4 separate regions of the Danio rerio genome follow, and all the other regions are linked to region 1. Evidence: chromatin contacts called from public Hi-C and HiCAR-type data. All regions are on one chromosome and are shown on one strand. The core of a region is the stretch at or near the end of the contact, and the rest is flanking DNA. Distances in the headings are between cores, read along the strand shown.

What was found. A called contact is a pair of places that touch in the nucleus more often than the background predicts. HiCAR-type assays count read pairs that join an accessible place to other places.
Region 2: a contact with region 1 is called in a Hi-C map of hematopoietic stem cells, with 3 times the contacts expected there. The contact joins the promoter of wu:fj13e08 here to the promoter of rps24 in region 1. A contact is called at or near these places in 4 of 18 Hi-C or Micro-C datasets (caudal fin, embryo, hematopoietic stem cells and 1 more) and 2 of 4 datasets of contacts at active chromatin or transcription factors (caudal fin and embryo).
Region 3: a HiCAR-type map of caudal fin shows a contact between it and region 1, with 6 times the contacts expected there. The contact joins the promoter of ppifa here to the promoter of rps24 in region 1. A contact is called at or near these places in 3 of 18 Hi-C or Micro-C datasets (caudal fin, embryo and fibroblasts) and 2 of 4 datasets of contacts at active chromatin or transcription factors (caudal fin and embryo).
Region 4: a HiCAR-type map of caudal fin shows a contact between it and region 1, with 6 times the contacts expected there. The contact joins the enhancer-like site here to the promoter of rps24 in region 1. A contact is called at or near these places in 7 of 18 Hi-C or Micro-C datasets (caudal fin, embryo, hematopoietic stem cells and 1 more) and 2 of 4 datasets of contacts at active chromatin or transcription factors (caudal fin and embryo).

What each region holds. Positions count from the first base shown.
Region 1 is chr13:33,619,996-33,623,052 of GRCz12tu, reverse strand. rps24 (ribosomal protein S24) reads right to left here and starts at 1,525. Exons shown (of 5, transcript NM_001012316.1): 1 at 1,490-1,525; 2 at 781-846; 3 at 465-674. The coding sequence starts at 1,492. LOC141377021 (a long non-coding RNA gene) reads left to right here and starts at 1,603. Exons shown (of 3, transcript XR_012388777.1): 1 at 1,603-1,660.
Region 2 is chr13:34,047,172-34,050,228 of GRCz12tu, reverse strand. It overlaps wu:fj13e08, which reads left to right and starts at 1,444. Exons shown (of 2, transcript XM_002664185.7): 1 at 1,444-1,512; 2 at 1,757-3,057. The coding sequence starts at 1,844. The coding sequence ends at 2,809. paox (polyamine oxidase) reads left to right here. Exons shown (of 7, transcript NM_001328052.1): 7 at 1-134.
Region 3 is chr13:33,964,810-33,967,866 of GRCz12tu, reverse strand. It overlaps ppifa (peptidylprolyl isomerase Fa), which reads right to left and starts at 1,494. Exons shown (of 6, transcript NM_001004626.1): 1 at 1,260-1,494; 2 at 904-934; 3 at 638-726; 4 at 453-549. The coding sequence starts at 1,400. It also overlaps a transcript of zmiz1a not described here.
Region 4 is chr13:33,942,822-33,945,878 of GRCz12tu, reverse strand. zmiz1a (zinc finger, MIZ-type containing 1a) reads right to left here. Exons shown (of 22, transcript NM_001113339.1): 5 at 130-265. Among named protein-coding and RNA genes, the nearest start is that of ppifa, 22 kb to the left of the region's middle. Within about 2 kb of position 1,523, at least 25 of the 62 cell types and tissues checked have an H3K27ac peak or open chromatin away from gene starts, as enhancers often do. A contact at or near this core is called in caudal fin, where this site is marked.

The DNA of each region.
Region 1 (3,057 bases), core at 276-2,775:
ATAATTAAGTTCTCCAAACTTCAAAGGGATAGTTCACCTAAAAATAAGTAATCATTTACTCATTATTTACTCCTTTCAGCTTTGAGGTTCTTTTTAAACCAATGATTTTTTTAATAATGCTGAAAACCAGAAACCCCTGACTTCCATAGTATTAGTTTTACCTCTTACAGAAAACAATGTTACAGGGTTTAAGCTATCTTCAAAACAAATTTTGGGTTCATCAGAACAAAACTAAAAGGTTTGAAACATGTTAAGGGTGAGTTAATGGGTTTTAATTTATAGATAAACTCTCTCTTAAATGTTTGAAGAACTTGCTTTAGAAAGCAATTAAAACAGACAGAAAAAAAAAGAGAACTCACAAGTCTGTTTTCTCAGTCTAAGACAATGATGTGAAAGGTGGTACCTTAATACTTCAACTTTATATATTAATCATGCAGCACTATAAGCATCAGTGAATGGCATACCCTCTGCAGCCTGTATTTGGGCTCATTCTTCTTGGCGTAGTCCAAAGAATCGTAGATCATGCCGAACCCTGTTGTCTTGCCACCACCAAACTGTGTTTTGAAGCCAAAGACGAACACCACATCAGGGGTGGTTTTGTACATTTTTGCAAGCTTTTCCCTGATCTCTGTCTTAGGGACTGTTGCTTTGCCCGGATGCAGGACATCGACAATCTGAAAATATATATATATTTTTAAAAAAACATGAATGAGCAAATGCATCTTATTATACACATTTTGTCTTCAGTAAGCAAGGAAATCAAATTTGCAACCAACTTACCATTTGCTTCCTCTGAAGCAGCCGGTTTGTCATAAACTTTCTGGTCCTGACAGTGACTGTGTCGTTCTGCAAAGTGACATTAAAATCCGGATTAAACCATCTTTTAAATCTAGCAATAATAATAATGCAAATTAACAGAAACCCCCGAGCTAAACTTGCATGAGAGCTTTTCTCAAAGAACAAAGTTCGTATTTCTTGGCATGACAGCTTCATTTCTTACTCAAGACACTTTAAAGCAATATATCGTTACAAAAGAATCCAACAGAGTTAAGTTACTTGACGAACATCAGAATCGTTTTGCAAATATGAACTGATAACCATGTAGAAAACATCATAGCTTCGCGAGTATTAAACCATGGTTAGCAGTTTAGCCATGTTAGCTTCACAGGCTCGACACTAAATACAAGGGCCAAATTAAGTGCTAAGGTTTCACGTATTTATTACTTTATGTCCACGGACAAAAATATGTTCCCACTCACTAATATTGTTTTTCTTCATTGCCCGTGCACTGGATAAGAGTAACACGATGGTCCGAACTGGAAAACTATCATCTTTCGTTGTGGTAATAATCAGCACATCGTTCAAATGAAGCTACAAATTGGCCATAATATATGTTTATTGTGTTTTACGCTCGAAATGACACTATTACGTCGTCGGATGGTGAAGATTTAATCAGATTATTATATTCATTTTTCCCCACTCGACTCACCATCTTGGCGTCGGCTCGCTCAGGGACGAGGAAAAGGAAGAAGGACCCGTAGGTGCCCGAGAATATGCCTGAGCGCTGCTATAGTATATTGGGCAACTGCCTGACTGTAAAGCAATGCCAAGTTACAAAAACGGTTTATACATATTTTGGTTCTACACGTAAGATTTAAAGGTATGTTAGAAAAAAATTAATGATCGTAAAATATGTATTCGTAAATACATATACGTTATATATTACACGTAAATATGTGTAATAACCTGAAGACCAATACACGCACATACATTTTTACGACTGGTTAAAATGAAAATACTCTTATTTATAACTTGTTGTCAGTTACATGCTTTATGAAAATCTCGAACGATTTAGGAAACAGGTAGTATTGTTAGACGCTGTGAAAATTCAAATGTCTAAAGCTAACGTTAGGTGTCAGTCGCGAACACTTATTTCTGTTTATTTGCTATTTGCTTTTTACTTTTATGCAGGATGTAAATTTACACATTTACAGTATTAAACAATTTTAAATTATCGACAGAGACAGCGGAAACCAAAGAGACACGACAATGAGAACAGTGCAGTGTAGCATTTATTTAAAAGTATAGTGCGTTAATCATTGCAATATGCAAAAATAAAAACTGTATGGGTGGAGCATTTTATTTACACAGCAGAGACCTGGCATCAAATTATATACATTAGTTTATTATATTATAATCATCATAAATATAATACATTAATATAAATGCAATGTTTTTTTTTGTTTGTTTTTTTTTGCAGTACTGTCCATGTAAGGTTTTTCCACATAAAAATGTATACATATAGTTCAGAATGCAGAAAATTTGCTATTAAAAAAACCCTTGAAAATATTTTCCAGATTTTTCTAAAGAACACCAGGCAGTTCAAAATAAACAACACTCCAATCAACCATCTCTATGCAAAAAGAGTCTCATCCAGGTCACTTCCAGTATTAAAGAAACTATCATTCTGTCTGTTGTACTATATGTAAACATGCTTCATATGACATGTCTTTCTCAGGAGAGTATTAAAAATTAACATGCATGTCTCCTTTTTTGTTAAAATTCTTAACAATTCTGTAAAGGGTTGTAATGATTTAAAAGTTTAAAATAACTAGAAAGATGTTTTAAATTGTTAAAAACTGATAGTCAAGTATATATATATATATATATATATATATATATATATATATATATATATATATATATATATATATATATATATATATATATATATATATATATATATATATATATATATATATATATATATACAATCAGGTTTGATTGTAGTAATAATATTAGGGGAGAGCGGGACGAAAGTAACATTTTTCATTAATTTTCCTTCAGCTTATTTATTTATTCATCAGGGGTCGCCACAAAGGAATGAACGGCTAACTTATCCAGCATATGTTTTACACAGCGGATGGCCTTCCAGCTGCAACCTAGTACTGGAAAACATCCATACACTCTCCTTCACACACATACACTACGGTCAATTTAGCTTACCCAATTCATATTCATATAGCGCATGTCTTTGGACTGAGCTTGAAACTTGAA
Region 2 (3,057 bases), core at 195-2,694, 430 kb before region 1:
GATTTCAACTTTATATATTAGTTCATGTTAACTTTTGCAACAAATGAGGCCTTATTTTTGTGTTACCAAATGCTAGTTGTTGTTTCTGTGATCTGAAAATAATTTATATATATTAAACATATTTTCTCATAATACTTTTTGTGTGTTTGTTTAAATTTTCTCAATTGTCTTGTGTTAAAAACGTAATCAGTACAATATAATTGTTTATCATAAATATTTAAACTTACTGCAATATATTCATACATAATAATAGAAGATAGTGTTTGGGTTATAAATAATTGAAAATTGATTGTAACCAGAATTAAACTGTAAATGTTAAACAGACATTCAAATAGTTTTTATTTGTATATTTAATGGCACAAACTATTGTGCAGAACGAATGTACGGTCACATTTTAGTGTATGCAGCTTTGCATTGTTATTTATCATGAGTAAAATAAGTAATAGATTTAAGTGAATTTTTTAAAGTGAAACTAGTTTCAAGAGGATTGTGTTTATGATTGACCACAGCTGGTCCTGCATTAGCTACTGCATTATCCACCAATCAAATGATTCATAGCTCACTATAAATAACAAAGTTTCTTACTTCAGTCATTTTCTTGAAGAATCCCCCCTTCCACCCCTACTTCTCCTTTTTTCCTGATAGGGTGACATGGCGGTCCAGTGGTTAGTACTGTTGCCTCACATCAAGAATGTCACTGGTTCAAGTCCCTAGAGTTTACATGTTCTCCCCATGTGACATAGGTGAAATGATCAAATCAAATTAGTACCATAGACAAACTCTTAATCAGCAGTATATCTCCATATAGCAATCCCTAATTTGTCATTAACCATAAATAAGCTGGGGAGTTCTTGAGACCTACCTGAGCTTTAATTCCCCCCTCGCTCTGGAAACTAGAGAGAGAACCATGGGCATGGGACAGCATGCCTAACAGGAAAACTGGAAGTAAAAACTGTTCTTGACTATTATATATTTATTGCCTTGTATTTAAAATTCCATGAAATATGGACCACTGTACACAAAGTACAATTATATTTATTTAAAAATTAAGTAATGTAACAATTTTTCATAGATGTTACCCAGTGATAGGTTGCAGCTGGAAGGGCATACGCTGCATAAAACATATGCTGAATAAGTTGGCAGTTCATTCCGCTGTGGCGACTCCAGAATATTCAAGGGACTATGCCGAAAAGAAAATTAATGAACGAATGAACAATTTTTCTGCATTTGCTTTGTAGTTTGCATAAACCACTGTACATATATTATAATTACTTTATAATATGGATATTTTAACCCACACAAAACATATTTATCATAGCTTAAACGGTATAGGTATAAAACGTATGCCTACTTATTATTGTTCTCCATCCCGCGCAGTAGAGGGCGGTGTGCCCAAAAGTCACTGCTTCTTTGTTACAAAAGCCACCGAAGAAGAATCACGTCACGATGGAAACCTCTCTTCATCTTTTAGCAAGACAACATCACAAGTTCTTTTCAGATTTCAAGTGAACGGTGAGTGGACTGTCATAAGCCTGCAAGTGCAGCGTATATTTATTACTTATCTATTAAACAATCTTAAACTAAATGTAAGAAGGTCATTTTTGGTCGTGAAGTGTTTATTTAGCACGGACGCGTTTGATGGATATTATAGTTTTAAGTAACGTTAAGTGACTAAAGACATGTCATTATGAGTACTGCTCACTAGTACCTTTTTAATATATATATATATATATAATATCTGCCTTTTCTGTCTTAGCACTGGTGGAACCATGGAAATGGGTCATGAAGAGCTTCTACAGCTGAATTAGAGCTTTGGCCATCAAAAGTCGAAGACTTGGTTATAATGGAGCAAGGTTTGCCATCTCCAAAAGCAGCCTCACTGCAACTTATGATGACAGGATGCTTAAAAAGTGAAAACAATAGTACATTCACATCGCAAACCAACTCCATGGAGCCAGAGATAGAAGTCAAACTGGAACCTGATCAAGATTCTTCATCTCTTGACTTTAACGAACCAGAAATGTTTCCTCATTCTCCTGGAGTTATTAAAGAGGAAAATGTGGATTTTGGCATGCAAATCTTACCAACAGGCCTAATACCTCCAGTTGAAATGGAGGAAGACTCTGAAATCAAAACGAACAAAGCTGATTTAAGCAAGAAATGCACTGGCAAGCAGAAAACGACAAGAAAACGAAAAGGAAGTGATGCACCAAGCCATTCAATGAGATGTTCCACAGAGCAGTGTAAAACAACCAATCAAATTATTCCAACTAAAATGAATTCTGATGTGTCGGGTGAAGAAATCACTTATGTGATAATACAAGAAAACACCACACAAAATCCAAAGAAACCAGGTTCCGGCAAAACGTCCTGCAAAGAAGAGCGGTTTATGTGTGAAACCTGTGGAAAAGGATTTCAGCGGTCTGATCTGCTCACGGATCACAGGAAAATCCACAGGAGACAGAAACCATATGCTTGTGAGCATTGCGGGATGAAGTTTGCCAAGCCGTCTTATTTGAAAATCCACTTGCGTAGACACGCCGGTGACCGGCCAATCACATGTGACCAGTGTGACAAGAGGTTTTTCGACACCTATGACTTAAAGGTGCACCAGAGAGATCACACTGGAGAAAGACCTTATATATGCTCGGAGTGCGGGAAGGGCTTTAAACGCATTTACATTCTTAACAAACATAAACTGACCCACTCAAAGGAGAGACCCTTCCAGTGCTCTGTGTGTGGTAAAGCTTACAGATATGGCTACAGTTACAGGTTGCATATGAAAGAGCATCTTGAAGAGGGTCCATGATGTGTGGTAGCATATTTATTAACTATACATTCTCATTCCTTTCTTAAGGGAAGAATATATCCACGTGTATTGTAAAATCTGTTTTAGAGCTTGAGTAGGCTTTTTAAATGAAAACTTTCCTCTATGCTTTTAATGGTGGTTTAAATGAAGGATCCTCAGTGATCAATTGTTCCACTCTGAAAGAGTTATGTGGTTGATTAATGTAGTTTTCAATTGATTTAGTATATGGTATTCTTGCTTATAACTGT
Region 3 (3,057 bases), core at 245-2,744, 340 kb before region 1:
CAGGAATGCATAAATATATAAAGCAAACAAACTAAATGTTCCATACAGTGCCAGAAATTAACTTTTAACATTAAGAGGCAATATACAATTAATTCCAGGTGCATTTTCACATACATCAACAGCATTTATGTGGTCTTTTATGGCTGTATTTTAATTGTACCGATCATTTTAACCAACTACTAGAAACTGTTTATAACAAAAACAATTTAAAGCTGAACGTAAATTATAAATTTTTAACACAACAAAAAAATGTAAACCAAAAATGTATGACTATTTTTTGCATCTTAAAAAAAGTGTTTATATTTTTTTGTGCCATTTATGACACATGCCCCCATTTAATCCTGACCCTGAATGGATGGACGGACCGTATTATGGTCTTTTATTATTTATATAATACCCTTTATTATTGTGCCTGCTCATGGGAAGTAGTATACAATAGTGAGTGACATCACCTGCTCCAGTGTGTTTCAGCTTGAAATTCTCATCGTTAAATTTCTTTCCATATATAGACTTTCCACCAGTGCCATTGTGATTAGTGAAATCTCCACCCTGTCAACAGAACATCAGTCAATAAATGGCCTTGGGACCAAACTTTTTACACAAAAACAATAAAAAACTGTAGCAAAATAATAGTCACCTGACACATGAACTCTGGGATGATTCTGTGAAACACTGAACCTTTATATCCAAAACCATGCTCTCCTGTACACAGGGCGCGAAAGTTTGCTGAAAGACAAGAACCATCGTGTATTATTTGTTTATCCTTACGCATTGATGTTTAGTTGTTATATTATATACTTTTTTATTGTTTATTGAATATATTCAGTTGGTTGTATGTTTTGCAAGTTAGGGTTAGGTTCCACAGTATAGTCATTATATTGGATGAAATGCACGTGTTCTTACCAACAGTTTTGGGTACAACATCAGCGAAAAGCTGCAAATAAAATATGAAAACCGGTCTTTAGAATATTTGATGATTAATTAATAAAATAATACTACTAGCAAAAATATTGTAATTCTATACATTTAGTCGTATTTAACATTAAAATGACTGCTAAAAACGATATCATTTATCATGTTACTTTCTGTCATTGGAAGACATGGCAAGAAGAAATGTATTACTATTATAATAAACTAATAAAAAATGTACTTTGTGAATTGATATATTTGTATAATAAATCGACTTTTCGGTCTTTCTTCGTTCATTTATTCTTAGTTAACGTTACTTACAACAAGTATAATAATAAAGCACGACTTGCCTCAATAATAATTCTTCCAATGAACTCGCCGTCAGCTGCAATATCCATAAACACAACAGGGTTCTTTCCTGGTCCTGAAAGCAGCCTGCTCGCAGCGAGTGAGACAGAGCAATATTTCAAACGGCTTTTCATCTGTAACATTCTTGCTGTAGAGTTGAAAACCCATCAACAAATACATGAAAGAAAATAATCAGTGTTCAAGGTTATAACCGCGTTCACCATCGAGCTGTCAACTGTACACAAAAACACGTGACGTGTTCTTCTACGGTTAAAGGCATGAGGTCGTGTAAAACGGTCAAAATGAAGGCAACAGCGGCGCCACGTGGTGTGAGGAGTCAAAAAGAAATTATTTTCATAACTGTAAACAAAACTTGGATAGTCATTTTTTATTATTAAAGGCAAGTATGAAATCGCATTTTATCTAAAAATGATCGCCCCAGAGTTTATTATAGCTTTTTAACAGAGTTTTGTCTCGTCTATGAGCTTAGCAAGGCATCACGTTTGTTTAGGCATTATTTCGTCTTTTATCTCATTATTTATACTCTATAAATATAAGTCTTAATTTAGATGTATATCATAAAAGTCATAACGCCTAAACGTTTGAAACAACAAAAAAAAAAGGGAATTTGACTGTACTTAGGTTGTACCTGACTATAATTTGCCAATATTCGATTCAACCTTTTTTATTTGGACAAAGAAAATTTTCTACTTTTCTTAAAAGATGCGATTTGCTTTCACTCACACTAAAACAATGCTTAAAAACGTTTCCTGAACTTCTAGTCTATTTCGCATGTCAACCCTGCTGAAAAAAACAGCATTGAGTATGCTGGTAAGGTATATGTATTAAAGCTGGTGTGCTGGTCTGGTATGCTGCTTTTAATGCTGGTTCTGGTGGTCTCGATGCTGGTCTTGCTGGTCTCAATGCTGGGCAAAACCAGCATTGAAACCAGCAAGGCAGTATCAAAACATACCTTACCAGCATATGCTGTTTTTTTCACCAGGGAAATGTTATATCCTTCAACAAAAATGATCTACCAAATGAAATTCTAAGTCTTTTTAGTTTTTTTTCTTCTTTTTATTAACATAAATATTCACTCATGTCTCATTGGTTTACTTTTAAAAAAATTTTTTTTTACCTATTTTAATTTGAATTTGCGGATGTTCTTATTTTGTATTTTTTTAAAGAATTATGAAGAAAAATAAACTTTTTTGTAGCTTGAATATTTGGTAAACGTAGTATGTCTAGATTTAATTTACATTTCTCACTACTTGCAACACATTGCTCACATTTGCATACACCAATGGTAGCAAAGTAATTATTTAAATAGACAAAACTACTCAAGGCAGCCAATGTCTCAGAACAAATCTTAGTGAATCAATTCTAAAGTTTAAGTCCAACTTTCTACTACTTTATTTTTCCTCAATGTGTTCTCTTGAGGATGCCTTTTTATTAGTCTGCCAGTGGTTACCAAAGAGTTCTGCTTGCTTTGTCTGTGGTTGTTTTCTTGTAAAACCTGTGGTTTTTGCAGCTATTGAAGCACACACTTAATAAAAGACCAGAAAAACCGCAATCTTGTTTCATCTGAATACATATTTATTAGATAAATATTAGGATGTCACAGCATCTAACTACATACAGTTTTGCAAGACTAAAAATCACAATTAGTTTTTTGTTTTTTTTCTTTCTTCTGACCAGTTTAGAATATGAAATGATTGTACAACAGAATGTACAAGCAAAGACAACTGCAACGTTTGGTGCCAATCACCTCAAGATTGTACCTCATTGTTTTTGTTTTAC
Region 4 (3,057 bases), core at 274-2,773, 320 kb before region 1:
AGGACTTCATTTTAAGAGGACATTCTGAGAACGCAGGAAGGGGCAAGACTTCTGTGAGTTTTAACAGTGCTGGAATGGTACCGTGAGCAACAGGGTAAGGGTAGGGTGGAGTTTTGTCTGGGTACTGACCCATGTGAGAGCGAGGGCTTCATGGAGTTCATGGGTGGCTGCAAGGGTACTTTGCCCTGGGGATCGCTCTGACGATTCTTCTGATGCCGCAACAAAAGCAGTCGTCCCAGCTCCTCGCACCAGGACGATAGGAGAGCTAGAGGAAGAAACAAACAGAGAGAACGGCAGATCAGCAAAGATCTTTGGCAAGGACACCATGCACATTTTAGCTTAACAGCAATCTTTCTCATTTTAGCTATTTAGCAGAAGTAAAACTCACTGACATGATGGGAAAGGTTGTTTCTAAACTGTTCTGATTTTTGTTGTCCACTGTGCTATTATGCAGCTGGAAGGCTATTCTATAGGTCTATCCTTTAATCTAAGAGACTGTTTACACGACCAAGTTTTTAGCAAAATATTCGAAACTTTTTATAGATTTTACCTGTTCATTTACATGACAATGATGTTATAGAGACTCAAAATGGGTCTCAAAAAAGACTTTTTTTTTGTTTTGAAAATGGCACCGTTGTGTCAGTGTAAACACCTGAAAATTAGAGTTTTTAAAAATGATAACAATGCGTGTGCATGGTTAATGTTTAGGTGTAGATCAAAGGCAAGCGAAAACAAAAAATAACGCTGGAATATGTGCTAGTGTTGTTGCTAAAGTGTTTGACTTTGGCAATACAAAGTATGGATTTACTTCACATTACAGCCGACAGCAGAGACACATCTAGCAAATATGGCAAATTCTACCTCACCCCCAACTGCACATCATTACCTACCTACAGGTACTGTTTACTAAGGAGACCGTGCCAAATACTGGCCTTTCCTATGTTATACAGAAGTTTTATTTGCTTTCACAATTATGTAAAGATATCGTTTTCAAAATGTTGTCATGTAAACGTGAAACAGGGGAAAAACTTTCCTGTTTTGGCTATAGAATTGCCGTGTAAACGAAGCATAAATCTATGGAATGTGGCATCTGTTTTAGTGTAAATCATAAAACTGATAGCTTTGCACAATCTCTTGCTTAAGTATAACAATTTGAGTTATCACTTATGTTTAAATGTTGGTATTTCTTAGGGTTAGCAGCTTGTTCAAATCTCTAACCCTCAATAAGCTGGAGGTTTGTCCCACTTTTGAAGTGTCTGGAGTTTAGCTCTAACCAGCACGGACGTTTCTACTTAGTCTAAAGATTTTGCCTGATCTGATTCACATGTGTTTAAATAGTATTACTTCACAATTGTGGCAATCCATAAACAGCTCACCCCTAATATAAACAATGGTGAGAAAGATGTCAAAAATATTGCAATGTTTTAATCAGTTCATATCTTCGCCACTAGAGGTCACTACTATTACAGTAGAAATGCACGAGTGCCTGGGATCGTCTTTAACAGCCTGTCATTATGCTTCTCATAGGATCATATGCTTTTGGTCTGCAGTGCACTTTGAGCAGCGATCCTACCACAGAAGAGCTGTCTTCCCCTGTCGTGAAGGCAGAATGACGAAGACGGGGAGAGAAAGAGCAAGAAATGGAAGATGAAAATCAGTGCTGAGGACAGTGAGTCATGCCGGGGATGTGTCCTGGCAGCACTTTACTCCTGTGAGGGGTGACAAAATGAGCCTCTCGCCATGGTGATGGAGTCGTTTCGGGATGGCAGCAGTTGGCACATAGCCAGATCCTGGTCTAATCGATTCTACACGCCGCATATGGCTGAAGTAGCGCTGCATTTAAGTGCTCTTCATACAAATGCCCCTCACACTTTGCAACTGACACTATTTAGATAGTCATTACTAGCTGAGTCATTGATGGCAAGAGTAAAATTTAGATTCACAATAATTAATTATCAAATAACTGTTGTGTGTTTTATAGACTAGCATTTTTGTAAGAAAATTTGATAGATTTTGTCATTGTAAATGGTCACTGTCATATTTTTTGACATGTATTAACCGTAACAAGCCATTTAATTAAAACAATGTAATGAAATTAAAATGAACAAAATAACTTTTTTAGGTTCCAAAAAATAATACTTAAAACCAGGTTATCCTGTCATGATATTCTTTTCTTTTAATACACTTTAATTTTATGCTAACAAGGTTCTTATATTTAACATCTTGTATTGACCTATTGCTAAAAACAAGGGGGAAATGAATTATGATAATAAAAGGCAAACACCCTGAGAACTATTTATTTTCTCTGAAAAGTTTTTATTTTAAATTTATAATATGTCAAATTGTAAAGTGGCATAATGTAATTATTAGCATTTAAATACATTTTTCTCTAATCAAATAATAAAATTCCTATATAAATATGCCTTGAAAAATTATATTACCATGTAATATAACATATTATACATGCTCCTGACAGCAATAAATAAAGCATGCTCCAGACTGCATACAGAAGACAAACAAAAGCCAGGGACTGTTTCAGTAGTGCTGCACCTCTAGTCTTACTTTGCCATCAAACAGATTCTGCAAGGGACCTTATAAAATATTCCCTTTCCCCTAAGACGCGTTCATACATAGAACAATGCCCCTCTTTCTTCTCTAAATCTACTTCACAGACAGTAGATGAGAAAAAAAATAACCTGCTCTGGCTATTTGAACAGAGAGGGTGGTGTCATGAGTCTCTCGGTTTCTCTCTCTTTCTGAGTCTGCTGCTGCAGAGAGACAGACGTCTGTCTTGGCTCTTTCCTCTCTAAATCGATCAGCCAGTAATGACTATGAAGACTGCTCAGCTGTCTCCAGCGCCTTTATTGCTGGGGGAATGTAAACGAGCACACACACACTCTCTTAACGAACACACACACTTCCACATGTGTACACACACGCACACACACTGAGGTGTTTTTACCACAGACTGCACTTCAGGGACAGCTCACACATGCATGTCTTTATTTATTCCATGAAAAAAGTAAAGTGAAATTGGTTTCCACACCTATTTTGTTT